Linked DNA regions of Rattus norvegicus: region 1 is linked to region 2. A link is a contact called in public Hi-C data. All regions are on one chromosome and are shown on one strand. The core of a region is the stretch at or near the end of the contact, and the rest is flanking DNA. Distances in the headings are between cores, read along the strand shown.

Region 1 (6,501 bases), core at 3,835-6,334, 340 kb before region 2:
ACCAATTATAATTAGCAAGGAATTTTATATGCAATTTGTGAAACTATAGCACATGTCATTCTTCTAAAAAACTCAGTTTGTTTTGCTAGTCTGACATCCAAAGACTAAGCTCAGTGATAAAGAAGAGCCTAGCTGGGGACCCCTCGGTGGCAGAGCTTGGTTTTATCAGCACATTCTCCAGTGCTCGTCATGCCACACCCCATTACTTCAAATCAGCAACCATGTATTTGTTCCACACTTACATGAGGGTAAGAAGCTCGATGTGACAGAGCACGTGTTTAACCCAGCACGGACAAGGCAGAGGCAGGTGGATCTCTGAGTTCCAGGCCAGCGAGATCTACATAGTGAGACCCTGCCTCAAGAAATATCGGAAAATTATTTATTAATTTTCTTAAATTAAGAAAATTATCAATATTTTGATTACTTAGGTCTCAAGAATGCAAATTTACAGCATATAAGATTATTCTAAGGAACTTGCAAAAGAACCCAGTTTGAGACACATTGTCACAGATGCTCATATTATTTACTTACCAGCAACATTTTCTTTGCTTGTTTTTTAAATCTTATCACTGACCTACTAAGATCGTCTGAACCAAATAAGGACTTTGAAAATTGTACAATTCTACAAGTCTATTAGGTAAAGCATAAAATAAGTATTAAAGCAGACAATAAATATTATGTGCCAATGAGAAACATGGCTAAATAACCACAAAGTAGGACTTACGAATTTCTTAGCAGCACGCTTCGCTTGTACTCGTTCATACTCTTCCTGTGCCTTTTGGTTTGAAGTTTTCTTTCTCTTTTTCTTTGGAAAAGTCACAGAACTTGCAAGATAGATTAAGACAGGTAAGTTAAACCATTCAAAAAAATGATACCGTGTCAAATCCAGTATTTATATATAAAAACCTCACTAATACAAACTGAAGGAAGCCTGAAGAAAAATACCAATACCAACTACAACAGCAAAAGGGACATGTCCAAATAAGACATTAAAACTATAGTACAGGCAAGATTACAGATCAAAGGATGGTAAATGGGTATTTCTGGGAGAAATACTTAGCACACAGATGGATGGATAGTAAACTGTTAATAACAGGTGGAAAATGAAGTACCAGATGCAACAAAAGTTGAGGTATAAATAAACCTCAATCTGACTGCTTTTGTCGTCCTTGTGTCTGTCTCCTCCTCTTACCACAAGCCATCCCTCCTAGACAGTCTGCATTTGCAGTGCTCTACACTGAAGCACCTTGAGCTCTTAGAAAGGGAAGTCACTAGTGTTACTTGTTACGTCACTTAGTAGCAACCTTCCTTCTCTCTGTGTCTCACCTTCTCCTGTCATAACTACAATCTACTTTAACAGCTCCCTGGTTAAAAATAAGTGCATATGTCTTCCATTACCAAAGTCTATCTTCTGGCCAGCTAATAATGTTTAACTTTTCATAGTAAATTTCTGCATGAAGAATAAACTGGTCATGACTTCTCACTCACTCCTTGACTCTCTGACATCCTATTTCTGCTCCACCATTCCAAAATGTCCTTACCAAGACAGTCCTGATCTCCTAGCCCAAAATATCCAATAGGCTTTTTGCTTCCTTCTATTACCTACATTTGAAAACTTCAGTGTGAGAGTGTCATTCTTCGCTTCTACTTCTCATGCACAAGAGTGTTCCTAAGGGTTTGGGCATAGTGTAGAGACATGTACAGAGACTAAGGGACTGCTCACCACTGTATTTGAGGCTCTTCACAAACCAGGGGGCTAGCCAATGAGCTCCAAGGATCTACCTATCCCATCTACTACTGCATGACAGAAGAGTCTACAGAAAACAAAGCACAACCAACCCTCATTTCTTCCTTTACCCCTACTATATACTTAGTTCTTATTTGCAACACAAACAATTCTCAGTTTGAGAATTATATACATTCATACAAAGTATTATTGCTCAAACCTACGCACCATTTCCTCTTCTCATGTGCATCTAGTGCATGTGCATGAGTGTGGAGCCATCTACTGGAGCACGGGTAGTCTCTCAGGCATGTCTGAGGAAGACGGACTCTCCCTCCCCAACAACCATCAATCGTCAAAATCTCCAAAGCTAGATATGATACTTTGTGAGTCCCTCTGCAGCCCATGATGGGATTTTGCCTGGCTTGGTCCTGCATATGTCCTGTACGTGCAATCATTGCCTCAGCTTTGAAAGACAACAGTTCTGTCTTGTATGTAGCAAAAGTTTTATAAACTAGCTCAAATCAAAGTGGCCAAAGGGTTTTGTTTTAAGATAAAGTAGTGTCAGCTGGCCTGAAACCCGCCGCCTGCTCCAGCTTAGCCTCTAACTATTGGATCCTCCTGTGCTCACCCTCCTCAGTACAGGGGTCAACAGAAATGAGCCAGCACTCATCCAGGAAAACATCCACATGCTAACAGTTTTATTGTTTCATAGAATGGACTCTTACTACGGACAAGCTATCTTTGAATTAACAACAATCTTCCGTTTCCACCTTCTGAGACGATTACAGGCCTATAAAATCATGCCTTGCTTGGTTTTCATTAACTGTAACCTATTTCCTGTACCCTTTGCAGAAAATGCAAATTAAAATACAGAGAACAGCAGTTAGCAGTCATAAAGTTACCAAACATCAAGCATGTTTTAGAATACTTGATATAAATGAACATGACAAAACGTCATGAAATGCTTTAGGAACATCATTGATCTGACAAGATGATCCGGGTTGGGGCTGTGCAAGATGGTGGACATGGTGGCTCTCAAATAGTTTTATACTATCCTTCACAGTATAAAGTCATAGTATATAGTCATAGAGAGGACACTGGTATACTATCATGGAAAGTCTAGCTTTATAATCCAAAGTGCCAACGGCTACACGCTTGCATTATTTTTGTAGTCTGGTTGGTTATGTTGCCCATGCTGTCCTGGAACTGGTAATAGTCTGGCCTCATCCTTCTAAATATTGGGCTTACAGATCTGTAACATAAAACCCAGCCCCAACCCCAAATTATACATTAATAACTGGGCTTAATTATGGTCCAATTGTATTACTTGTTCTTGAGAGGTAGATCGAAACTCAGATCTATTAATTCTCATTTCATATTTTCACCATCTATGCTCAACTACACTACTTCAGTCATTTAACATTAAAAGGGGAGACTCCGTGAAATATTATTACATGACTTGAAAAGTGTGTTAAGAAAAATTCTAATTCTTACACAAGTTAATAAAACATTCTTTAAAGTGAAGACTTTCCAAAGAAGAAAGTGCATACTTTACTGTACTCGGCTCCTCTGGCTGAGGCTGGAAAACACTCGACTGTTCTTCAGACACAGCCTGCTCAGTGTTGCCTTCCTCTTCAGGCAAAGGCTGGTCAAGTTGTCCTTCTGACAGAGCAAGGTCCACCTTCCTTTGCTGTTTTCTGAGTCTTTCTTCCTCAGCTAGATACAGGTGTTTCAGATGCTCTGGGTAATGATCTTCGAACTGGGATCCCTGTGATGCTGGTGCCTTCTTTACCTTCCACAGCAATTTCTTGTAATTTTGCTGGATCTTCAGTTTTCTCCGAAATGCAAAACCCTGTCCTAACATTGAAAGATCTCAGTCACAATTACTTTAACAGGAAGTGAAAAATAAACGAAGATTTTTTTTTCTTTTACATTATATCCAAATGGTAGAATTGCTTGGCTTTGCTTTAAAATTTAGGTTAGGCAACACATTTAATGACTCACTGAAGAGCAAGCTGGCCCTTTACCTGAATATAAGGCTAACAGTTGTCAGACACCACATAAAAACTAAGTACAGTAAACTAAACTTTACTGCTCAGCTTGAACTTACAATCGTATTCACAGCTTACATTTTCTTTATTTCATATAAAACATCACCAGAGTCTTAAGTAAATACTTAAAAATAAGGTAGGGTAATCGGTTATTTTTCCCTTGGATAAATTTACTAATGACTTATTTTCCAAAATAAAACACAACAAAAAGGGGAATACTGTATAACTTTCTGAACACCTGTCAGTTATTATTTGATCGAACAAAAATACTTTACCATTTGACGTGCATTGAGAAGCCTTACAAAAGATAAGACAACAAATCTAGGAAAGACAGCACTATGAGACTAGAGGGCTACTGTGTAGTTTTTTTTTTTTTCTTATTTATCAGGGCTTTGGTACAGTGTACTTTTAACCTGATCTTTCTCTCTTTCCTTTGCTGTAATACAGATGCAAGTATGCCTATATGCTCATAGACAAGTGGACCCCCTAGACGCTCCGTGCTTCCGCTTAAACTAAAGAGCTGCGTTAAAAACCTCAAGTTGACAGCACCGTCCGGTTCTCCCATGCAAAGGACTGAGAAGCTCTCGGGTTTGGCAGGCGTAGGAATGGCTACCCCGATCTTAAGCCGGACCGGGTCTACGTCCTAAAGCCTTTTTCCAAGCCCGGACCCATCGTGCACCTAGGATTCCGAGGGCCCGAGGATTCCACTACGGCTGTCTTCTTACGTACCCTCGCGCACGCTCCCTAGGAAGGCTTGCTGGTGGTTCGGCCGCCAGGTCCTGCGTTTCCCATTCTGATTTCCGAATCTGACCTGAGGAGTCCCTTCCCCACGCGCCGCAAATCCTCCGGTCCGCAACCTCGAAGACGGCCGCCCGGGCGCCATTTTACACCACCGGGTTAGTAGAACTACAGTGGACGCCGACAAAATACGTCACCAGGCAGAAGCAATCAATCTCCCAAACTAGCGCATGCTCGGAGCTCGACTGCTTCGGCCTGTGCTGCTTCCGGGGAGAGAGGGGGTCGCGCGGCCATGTTGGCGCCACCTGCAGCCCTGGAGGGCGAGCGTCATGGCGGCGGCCAGCCCTCTCCCCAGGGCCCCGGACCTGCCCACGCTGCACGCCACGTTACAGGACTTGCTGAGCTTCCTAAGGGGCGCCCTGGCCATTTCCAGTGCGCATACAGTGGACTTCTACACCAAGTCGATCTGGCAAGAGCTGGTCGACTTGCCCCCTGAGAGCGTGCTGGCAACGCTGAGGAAGTCGGCGGCGGAGGCCGAGCTGCACGAGACGCTTCCCCTGGGGGAGGCAGAGGCGGGATCAGGTGAATGGCCGGGCGGGCGGGGCGGCTGTCAGTGCGCCCCCTGGTGGAACTAGGCGGAAGTGGCCGGGACTTGAATGATGCTCTCCCTAGGAGGGGAATTGGAGGGATCTGAATAGTGAGGGTGGGCGGGGTCCCCTCTGGGTTCTAGTCTTGGTGCGGGTAGAGTTCCACAATTTGAGGAAGTCAACCCAGGGAAGAGACGTCCCTTCACTTAGTGATTCAACAGTTTAGTTTTGAAAACATCAAGACTATGGGACGATCAATACAAGGTTGAAGTGTGAGCTTGGAAGACTGGATAAGAGTCTGTTTATAATCAGAACAAGGAAGATTGTCTTGTGGATGAGGGATGGTGATAGCGAAAGTTTTGAATGCTCGCTAGTTCACTTGAAACTATGTATTTTCAGTATCAGTTATGCGCCCTGATGTTTTCTAGGCTTTGGAGGTTCATACCCTCCAAAAACGTAGATTTTACCAAATTTCTGTTTTTGGAAATAGACAATGGAACGACACCAGCTCCTGGAAGTGCTTGAGCTTGGCTTCCAGGTTTTCCACGTGTTGTCAACTTTAGTGAACTTACTTCATCCCCGAAGCATCCAGTAAATGCAGAGTGCCACGAGGGTGCAGGTGTGGGGCGTGTTTTAAAGATAGAACTTAAGAAATATTGGTTCTTTGAAATTGTTCTTGGTTGTTGGAAAGTTGGACACCCCTATTCTCCCACAGCATTCTGCGTTGACAATTTGGTACATAAACTTGTAAAAAGCAGGAACCATATCTACCTTAACAACAGATGAAGTCCAGCCAAACTGGAATTTTATTCTCATTTCTCTCATTAACAGCAGTTTAAGAGTTAAATTATTATAGTTTTTCCAGATGAGGACAAGAAAGTTCTATGTGTTGAGCATTGCCCAGAGGATAATTTTGGTATGCACATATGCACATGTATGTGATGTATTTCCACGTGTGTGTGATGTGCACAAGATGCAGCTTTTGTTTTCTCAAATCTAGTTGTGTGTTTCACATAAGTCTTCAACATCTTTAAGCTATTTTAGCATATAAAGGGTGTTTTTAATTATCTTGAACATTTTGTACATATATGTTTTAATCATATTCACCGGTCAATACCTTGCTTTGTTCCCTCCCTCTCCTGCTTAACTCCTTACTTTCTTCTTCTCAATTAGCCTTCATTCTACGTCAATGTCTTTGTGTGTGTGTGTGTGTATTCATATGTGTGTGTGTCCCACTGGGTTTAATTAGCGTTGCTTGTATGAATATGAGTGTAGCATTATTTACTGGAGCATGAGCAACTTGCCAATGGCTGTACCCCTGAGGAAAATGTGGCCTCATCTGCTAGCAACCAGCAACTGCCACTAGCCACAGAGTATTTTTACTCTTACAACATAAAAA
Region 2 (6,943 bases), core at 941-3,440:
CTCCCCCAGGGTCCCAGGGTCCAATATCAATATATAAGCCCAGGAGAGAGCCAGAGAGGATCCGAATGGACCAGTTGATATGATTTTTTTAAAACGTAAAAAAAAAAAAAAGAAAAAAACAGTATATCGGGGAGCATGCAAAACAGGAACCATTGTCTTTAATATATTATTTTAGAACTTCCTACATGCACAGAATATTTTGATCAAATCAACATTTGCCTGTTGCAGGTAGAACCCACATTTGTCAGGGTCTAAAAGATTCCCTTGTAAAGTCAGACATCTTTATTCTGCAGGCACTCAAACTTTTCAGATCGCTGCCACATACCCAGGTGCTCCGCTTTCTTTAGTATCTTTGAAGAGTTTGCTGGTCAGGTGCTGCTCTTCCAATGGGGGGACAAGTCAGTCCTGCACCGACTTGTTTTCTAGGCCCTGTAGCATCCCCACAGCAGGGGGCGCTGCAGTAGTGTTCATCATCGTCCAAGTGAGCGACCAGTCCAGTCAGAAAGGGGACCAGGCAGGAAGGGGGTGTGGCAGACAGCTCTCGGATCTCTTTGGTCATGCAACTTTAGTACCCAGTGCTCCTTCTGCCCAGACTATTCTTCTACGCCGTATTTCATCACGTTGGATGCCTTCCATCCAGTCTTGCATCCGGGCGGAAAGGAAAGGGCACTGGCTTTTCCGCCTTGCTGGGTTTAAGCATGCCTCTGTAGAGGGTTTCATTAGCGTGGTCTCTTCTGTGTTTTCAGCGGCAGCTTGACCGTCCTGAACCACGAAAGACACCCACCCCCACGCAATTTCTGAGGAGCACATGGTTGTTTCTTATCTTCTAGCCTCTCCCCTTTCATTTCCTGGATCCCTTTTCATAATCTAACTGCGGGACACGCGTCTTTCCACTGACATTAACGTCGACGGTGACGGCGTGGCCCCAGAGTAGAACTCTCTCCTAAACGCTGCTCCCTCCTCCCCCACCTCCCAGCTCTTCAACAGGCCCTTCCATCCCAATTCAGCTCACGCATCGAGCGCGCGCGGGCAATAGATCCTTATTGTCAATCCTTATTGTCAATCGTAGTTGCCAGCGCTCTGCAAACCTGTCCTACCTCTCCGTGTCCCCAGAGGTCTCTCCAGCTGACCAGACCTTTGCCTGACAGCTCTTGGCACCAGACGCTTGGCTTGCGATCTAGAGCGTGCAAGGCTCCTCCAGGCACCACTGGACAAGTCATGGACTCCTCCTGTCGCCTTTCTCCTCCACCTCCCAGAGCCCAGAGCGCACTCTAGCTGTCGTTTTGGGCAATCTTCCAAAAGTCATCTTTGTCCTGGGGGTGCTTTCCAGAGTAAAAAGGAAGGTGAAGAAAGAGGAAGAAGGGAGTTGGGCCGGAGGACGAGGCTGGAACTGCTAGGAGAGTGGGCGGAGCCTCCAGCCAGTGGGGGTAGACAGGGAGGAGTCTGCAGGGAGGATCTGGGTGGAGAAAGGGGCTGGGCTAGCTTAGGATGGTGGGCTGGCCACGCAGGCGCGTGGGGCCGCGGCGAGAACCCCACGCGGGAGCTTTTGGAGTCCCCAGTCGCCGCTTCTCACTTCACTGGAGAGGGGTCCGGGAGGGAACCAATAAAGAGTGAATGTGCCGCAGCCCCGGTGGTGGCCGAGTTGCTGCGAACGACCCCGGAGTCGTGCGCTCGGGAGGCGGCGAGGGGAGGCGGTTCGCCTCGTCCCTCCCACCCGCCCCTTTCTCTCTGTCTCTCCCTCCTTTCCTCCCGCTGGTCCCAGATCCTCGCTCTGTCCGGCCCCTTCGTCCCGGACCTCGCACTCTTCGATCTCCCCAGTCCTTTACCTAGGGTGTCCCAAAGTGCCATGGGTTAGGGTGGGGACCGCGAGCCGCGGGAAAGGACTAGCCCCGATTCTCCGCCGGGGGGCGTGAAGCCGATCGCCGCTTGCCTCTCGCGGTTGTCCGGCAATGGGGAGAGCGGTGTGAGCCCGCAACCCCCGGAGCACGCAGGAACAGCGGAGCCCGGCGCCCCGAGGAGCCGGGGATCTGAAGAAGGAGCGGAGGGAGGGCGAGGAGGCGGGCGGGGAAGCCGGGGAAAAGTGCAGCCAGGAGCAGAAGGCGGCGGAAGGTGGGGATTGATGCTTCTGTTTTTTGTTGCCGCTGCTGCGCTCGCGCTGGGAGCCAAGCCGGAGGGAAGGCGGTGGAGAGATGATTGCAGAGTTGGTGAGCAGCGCTCTGGGGCTCGCCTTGTATCTCAACACCCTGAGTGCGGATTTCTGCTACGATGACAGGTAAGTGGGTGAGAGAAAGGGGCAATGGCTGCGGCGCGACAGGGGTGGGGTGGGGGTTCATCGGTGGATCTAGCACTGCTTTCTGTCAGGTTGAAGTGCGTCTTGGGGGTGGTGGTGGTGGTGCGGACAGGTATCTGCACCTGAAGGTTTAGACGACGCGGAAACCGTAACACCTATAGCCAACAGCCGGGACGCAGGCGCGCTGGGCTGGCCAAAGGAGTTTCCGCTCCTACTTTGCAGCAGGTTTTTGCTTGCTTCTTGCCGGTAGGCAGGCGCTTAAGTTTCTTAGCGGAAATCCAGGCAATTTGGAAAACTGTTTAATGAACCCACGTTAAACAAACAACCAGCCCCGAAAAAAAATCCAATAACAATCCTAGGTTTACCTTGGTGCAGAAAAACATATTAAGCGATTTTACGTGTGGGCTGGAAGGAAGCAACTCTCCACTCCTTAGAAGATCTTCCCCGTGTCGTTTCCTTTTATTGATAGGACACTGATTTCTGGAAGTTAAACTCACGCATGACAGTTGCCAAAATAGAGGAAAGAGCGCGCGTACTCTGCGTCAACTTTCTCTTTGACGTGTCCGATAGTAAACTTTGAGCTACTGTATCTTGCTGCTGGTTTTATCTCTGGTTCCCCCGGCCTCGTTCACTTATCATGGGGAAGTCCTTTATAAAAACGTGGGCTTTCAGTTCTGTTTGGGAGTCTTGCCTTAGACATTAGTGATTCGCTGGTGCTAATTGCGGAAGAAGACGCCCCTGGAGATTGAAGTTGTCTTCTGTATTTGGGTTAGTTTGGGTGGCTAATGAGACCCGGGTTGTGTTGTCAAAGAAACTGCGTTGATTCTTGGAAAATATCACCCTTGTGCTGATGTCCTTACCTATTTTAAAAATGTTGTTAGTGTTTAGAAACTGATGAAAAGCTCCAATAGCCATTAGGGAAAATTCCAATTTGTGCCTTTCCGGTGACTTAATCTGATTACAATTAAAACAGATGCATAATTAAAATATATTAGGGAGAACAGCATGCCTGGCTAAACTTATTAACCGTCCTGGGGTGTTTCATGCTCCATTGAAATTAAACCATCCAAAAAGTGAACACAGATTTACTTTGACAGACTTTCAGCAGCCTCTCTGGGCTTAGGGGAGTGAATGGATCCCCAGGGTTAGGGCGAGGCATCCAGTGAACTCAGCAAAGTGGTTGACAACAGCAAGAGAAGCTAGGGGTGTACTCTGCTAATCAGCCATGTTCTGTATACTCTGTCTGGTCCACTCTCCTGCTAAGAGTGATTGTATGTCTTAAATCAGGAGGTCTTGGTTCCCACCCTGATGTCTGCTATGAAATTCCCTGGTAATACTTGCCAAAGTACCCTCATAGGCCCTTGATGTGCTTCTGTGTTGTGCCCAGAGGAGGCTGGCTGATAGTCTCCCCGGCAGACAAACTTTTACTCAACTTTCACACAGTGTACTGACTTCAACTGCTCTAAGAAATGATCTGAGAGTGAGGTAGGCTGTGCTGCTTGCTTTTTTTCCTCCAGATTTCTGTGATGTTGCACCTGCTATTTTAAGAGTCCCGGTGGAGAAAGCTTTGTTCAGCTTTCACTAAAATGAGTTCAGGGATGAGTCAGGGCAGTGGCTGAGTCCTTTGGGGTGATCTGGAAGAGGGAGTGTTGAACAAGAACATGGAGCCTACAAAGGAACAGTATGATAAGCATTCCTCTTGACTACTAGTCACAACTGCTGTCCAGTTCTTTACAAAAGGGACCACTTCCTGTAAAAAATGGAGACGAGAACCTAAATGAATCTGTATGTGCAATTTTCTGTAGGTCTCCTGCTCACCCTGAAGTGTTTGGAATGTGGGTCTGGGAGATAGTTGTGCCGATGACACACGAGTTGCTGTTGATGGCTGGAATTTGTAACAGGTTCCTCCCCCCTGTTACAGGTCACGCTGCGTGTTAACAACCCTCGTCTTCTGTTTTCTGTCTGTATAGGTGACTTGCATGTCACAATTTCCTCATATCATTGATAGCGGGTTCAATATGATATTTAGACATGTATTTGTAGAATGTTAAGGGCCTAAAGCATGAATTATGCTTTACTCAGCAGTAAAAATGATTTTCTGTTGACTTCTGGCAAAACTTCGTGTGCACCCACATAGTCTTTTAAATGTGAAGTCTTAAGGAGAAGAGCCGGAGAGCAAGCTTCATTCCTGTGTTCCCTAGAAACCCTAAGGTGCCTCTTTATGCTGCACTGGACTTATTTGTCCTGTGCTCAGCATGAGAATGTGATTCATTGCCAGCCAAGGTGCACTGTCAACTGTGGCTTTGCAGATGCACTTTCTATGTAAGTCCTGTGACCCACTGGTGTGTGAAGAGGGAATCGTAGAGGGGGAGCCAAGTGGAAACTACAGCATGATCTGTTTGTTTCTACTACTCCATTTCAGCTTGCAAAGACTCATGTGGAAAGCGTTGCTTAAGTTACATCTGTGCATGGTAATGACCGCCTGGGACTTCTGGGGAATACAGTGGTGGAACTGAAGCCACTGGAAGTTGAAAGAACCATACATAAGGGAGAGATGGCTCTTAAGCATGACTTACTCAGCTAAGCCAGAACTTTGCATTGGTAGCCTGAAGAATCTGGCCTTTACCTTAGGAGGGCTTTATCGTTGTTGCAGTTTGAGCATTATTGCCTAGGTACTTCTCAAAGTTACCATTTCTTTCAAACACAATGATCAGTTTACTTTATCAACTGATATGTATGTTATATAATTATGTATGTTTTATATAGCTTTATATAATTATGTATGTTTTATATAGCTTGTTGGAAGTTAAGTGGTAACATATAGCTTCCTGAGGCAGAAATCAGTTCCCTACGGTAAAACCTTAATGCCTTGCAAGTGTTTTGGTGGTAAACCTAAGACTGTGTGCACAGTGTGTTGAGATGAGCGATGCTAAGTCAGAATTCACAGTATCTGAGGAGAAAGCTTTCATGCCTGCAGCCTCGTTCCCCCCCCCCCCCCCTTTACTATAGTATAGGCGATGACTGCTTAATCTCAAGTTATGGTATCAATATGAAATGCACGACACATCTTAAGTTCTGGGTGACTGTGACTCCCTAAGTGATCCTCTACAATATCTAGAGGAACTTGACGTTTATGAGGGTGCAAAATACAGACGAACACCTTTTGTGACCCTCCAACTCTTTGCCCTCTTTATGCACTTATTGAGGGTGACCTTGCATCAGCACACGCTGTCCCCTTTAAAAAGTTGGCACAAGTTTCTCAGAGCTGAGGGAAGTCAGCTTGGTGCAAAGATAAACTCTGTCATTGCGTTGGAGTCTGTTCTGATTGTACGCACATCGTTTAGTGGGTGATGTACCCATTTATGAGATACAGACAGGGGAGCAAGAATAATGTGCAGATTTTTAATTTTCCCTTGAGTAGAATAATTCATTGCTTTGGAAAAATAAAGCATGATAACTTCAGATTTTGATAGTGCAACATGAATGTGCCACTAGTTTGCGGATTTATTTCCCTGACAATTCTCTCTCTCTCTCTCTCTCTCTCTCTCTCTCTCTCTCTCTCTCTCTTTCTCTCTCTTTCTGTCTCTGTGAAGTGACATCAGGTATCTTCCCTGACTGTATTTTGAGTCAGGTTCTCCTACTGAACCTGGAGATAACTGAACTCCCCAGGCCAACTCAATAGCTTGCCTTGGGGATACCCCGCCTTTACTTCTCCAGTGGTATTAAGAAGCGAGGCCACACCCATTTGGCTTTTCTGTGTGCTCTGGAGATATGAACACTGGCCTTCATGTTTGTGTGGCAAGTGCTTTATCCACTGAGCCATTGCTGCCGCCCCACCATTTTCTATCCTTAAACCCAGAATGGTCCTAAAGGTGATTTGTGGATAGCTCACTGATTTTATTGAGAACATTGAAAAGAAACCCCTTTCTTCTCCTTCTGCGCCTACCCTCTTCAGAGACCTTGGGTGGGGTCTAACTTTGTCGTAACCCAGGCTGACCTTGAACTCCTGACCTTCCCGCCTTGTCTCCTGAGTCCTAGGATCATGTGCGTGGTGCTTGTATCACTACATCTGACCCTCATCTAACCAGAACTCTAACACATTCCTTGTCCAGTTTTTCATAGGACTATAAATATAACACACTAGTGAAGATTTTGTCCGTAATGATTTTGATTGACAGCGTTCAAATGGAGGAAAAGATCTGTTGCCGTTCCATCCACTGAAAGCAGTTGCTACAGGTGTATGTCTGTGACCACAGAACGGCTGTTTATCATGGGGTAAGAGTACATCATCTCTCAACAGGCACCTGCATTATGCTCGGAAAGGGCAGATTAGTTTTAAGGCTGTTGTTAGTGTGGCCCTTGATATGAGATGACAGAAAAAAGTCCCCCCGGGACATGATTGACATTAACTTCTTTTTAAAGAACGATTTCAGTAGGTTTGCTCTGGATCGATCTGAGTGGATTATGTTTTAAATTCCAGTGTGTTTAACCTCTGAAAATATGTGTGTGGCAGCTCATGCCTTTATTTGCAGAACTTAAGAGGCAGAGGCAGGAAGGTTTCTTTGAGTTCCGGGCCAGCCCAGTGTTCCAGATTAGCCAGGGCTACATATCGAGAACCTATGTTAAATTGGAGCATAATGTTCCTCCATGCGT

Evidence for each region. A called contact is a pair of places that touch in the nucleus more often than the background predicts.
Region 1: a contact with region 2 is called in a Hi-C map of liver, with 3 times the contacts expected there. The contact joins the promoter of Ccdc59 here to the promoter of Tmtc2 in region 2. A contact is called at or near these places in 3 of 12 Hi-C or Micro-C datasets (kidney, liver and mammary epithelial cells).

Annotation. Positions count from the first base shown.
Region 1 is chr7:43,027,855-43,034,355 of GRCr8, reverse strand. It overlaps Ccdc59 (coiled-coil domain containing 59), which reads right to left and starts at 5,084. Exons shown (of 4, transcript NM_001108090.1): 1 at 4,507-5,084; 2 at 3,277-3,583; 3 at 725-824. The coding sequence starts at 4,660. Mettl25 (methyltransferase like 25) reads left to right here and starts at 4,788. Exons shown (of 12, transcript NM_001108089.1): 1 at 4,788-5,097. The coding sequence starts at 4,845.
Region 2 is chr7:42,688,398-42,695,340 of GRCr8, reverse strand. It overlaps Tmtc2 (transmembrane O-mannosyltransferase targeting cadherins 2), which reads left to right and starts at 2,190. Exons shown (of 12, transcript NM_001171177.2): 1 at 2,190-2,272. The coding sequence starts at 2,190.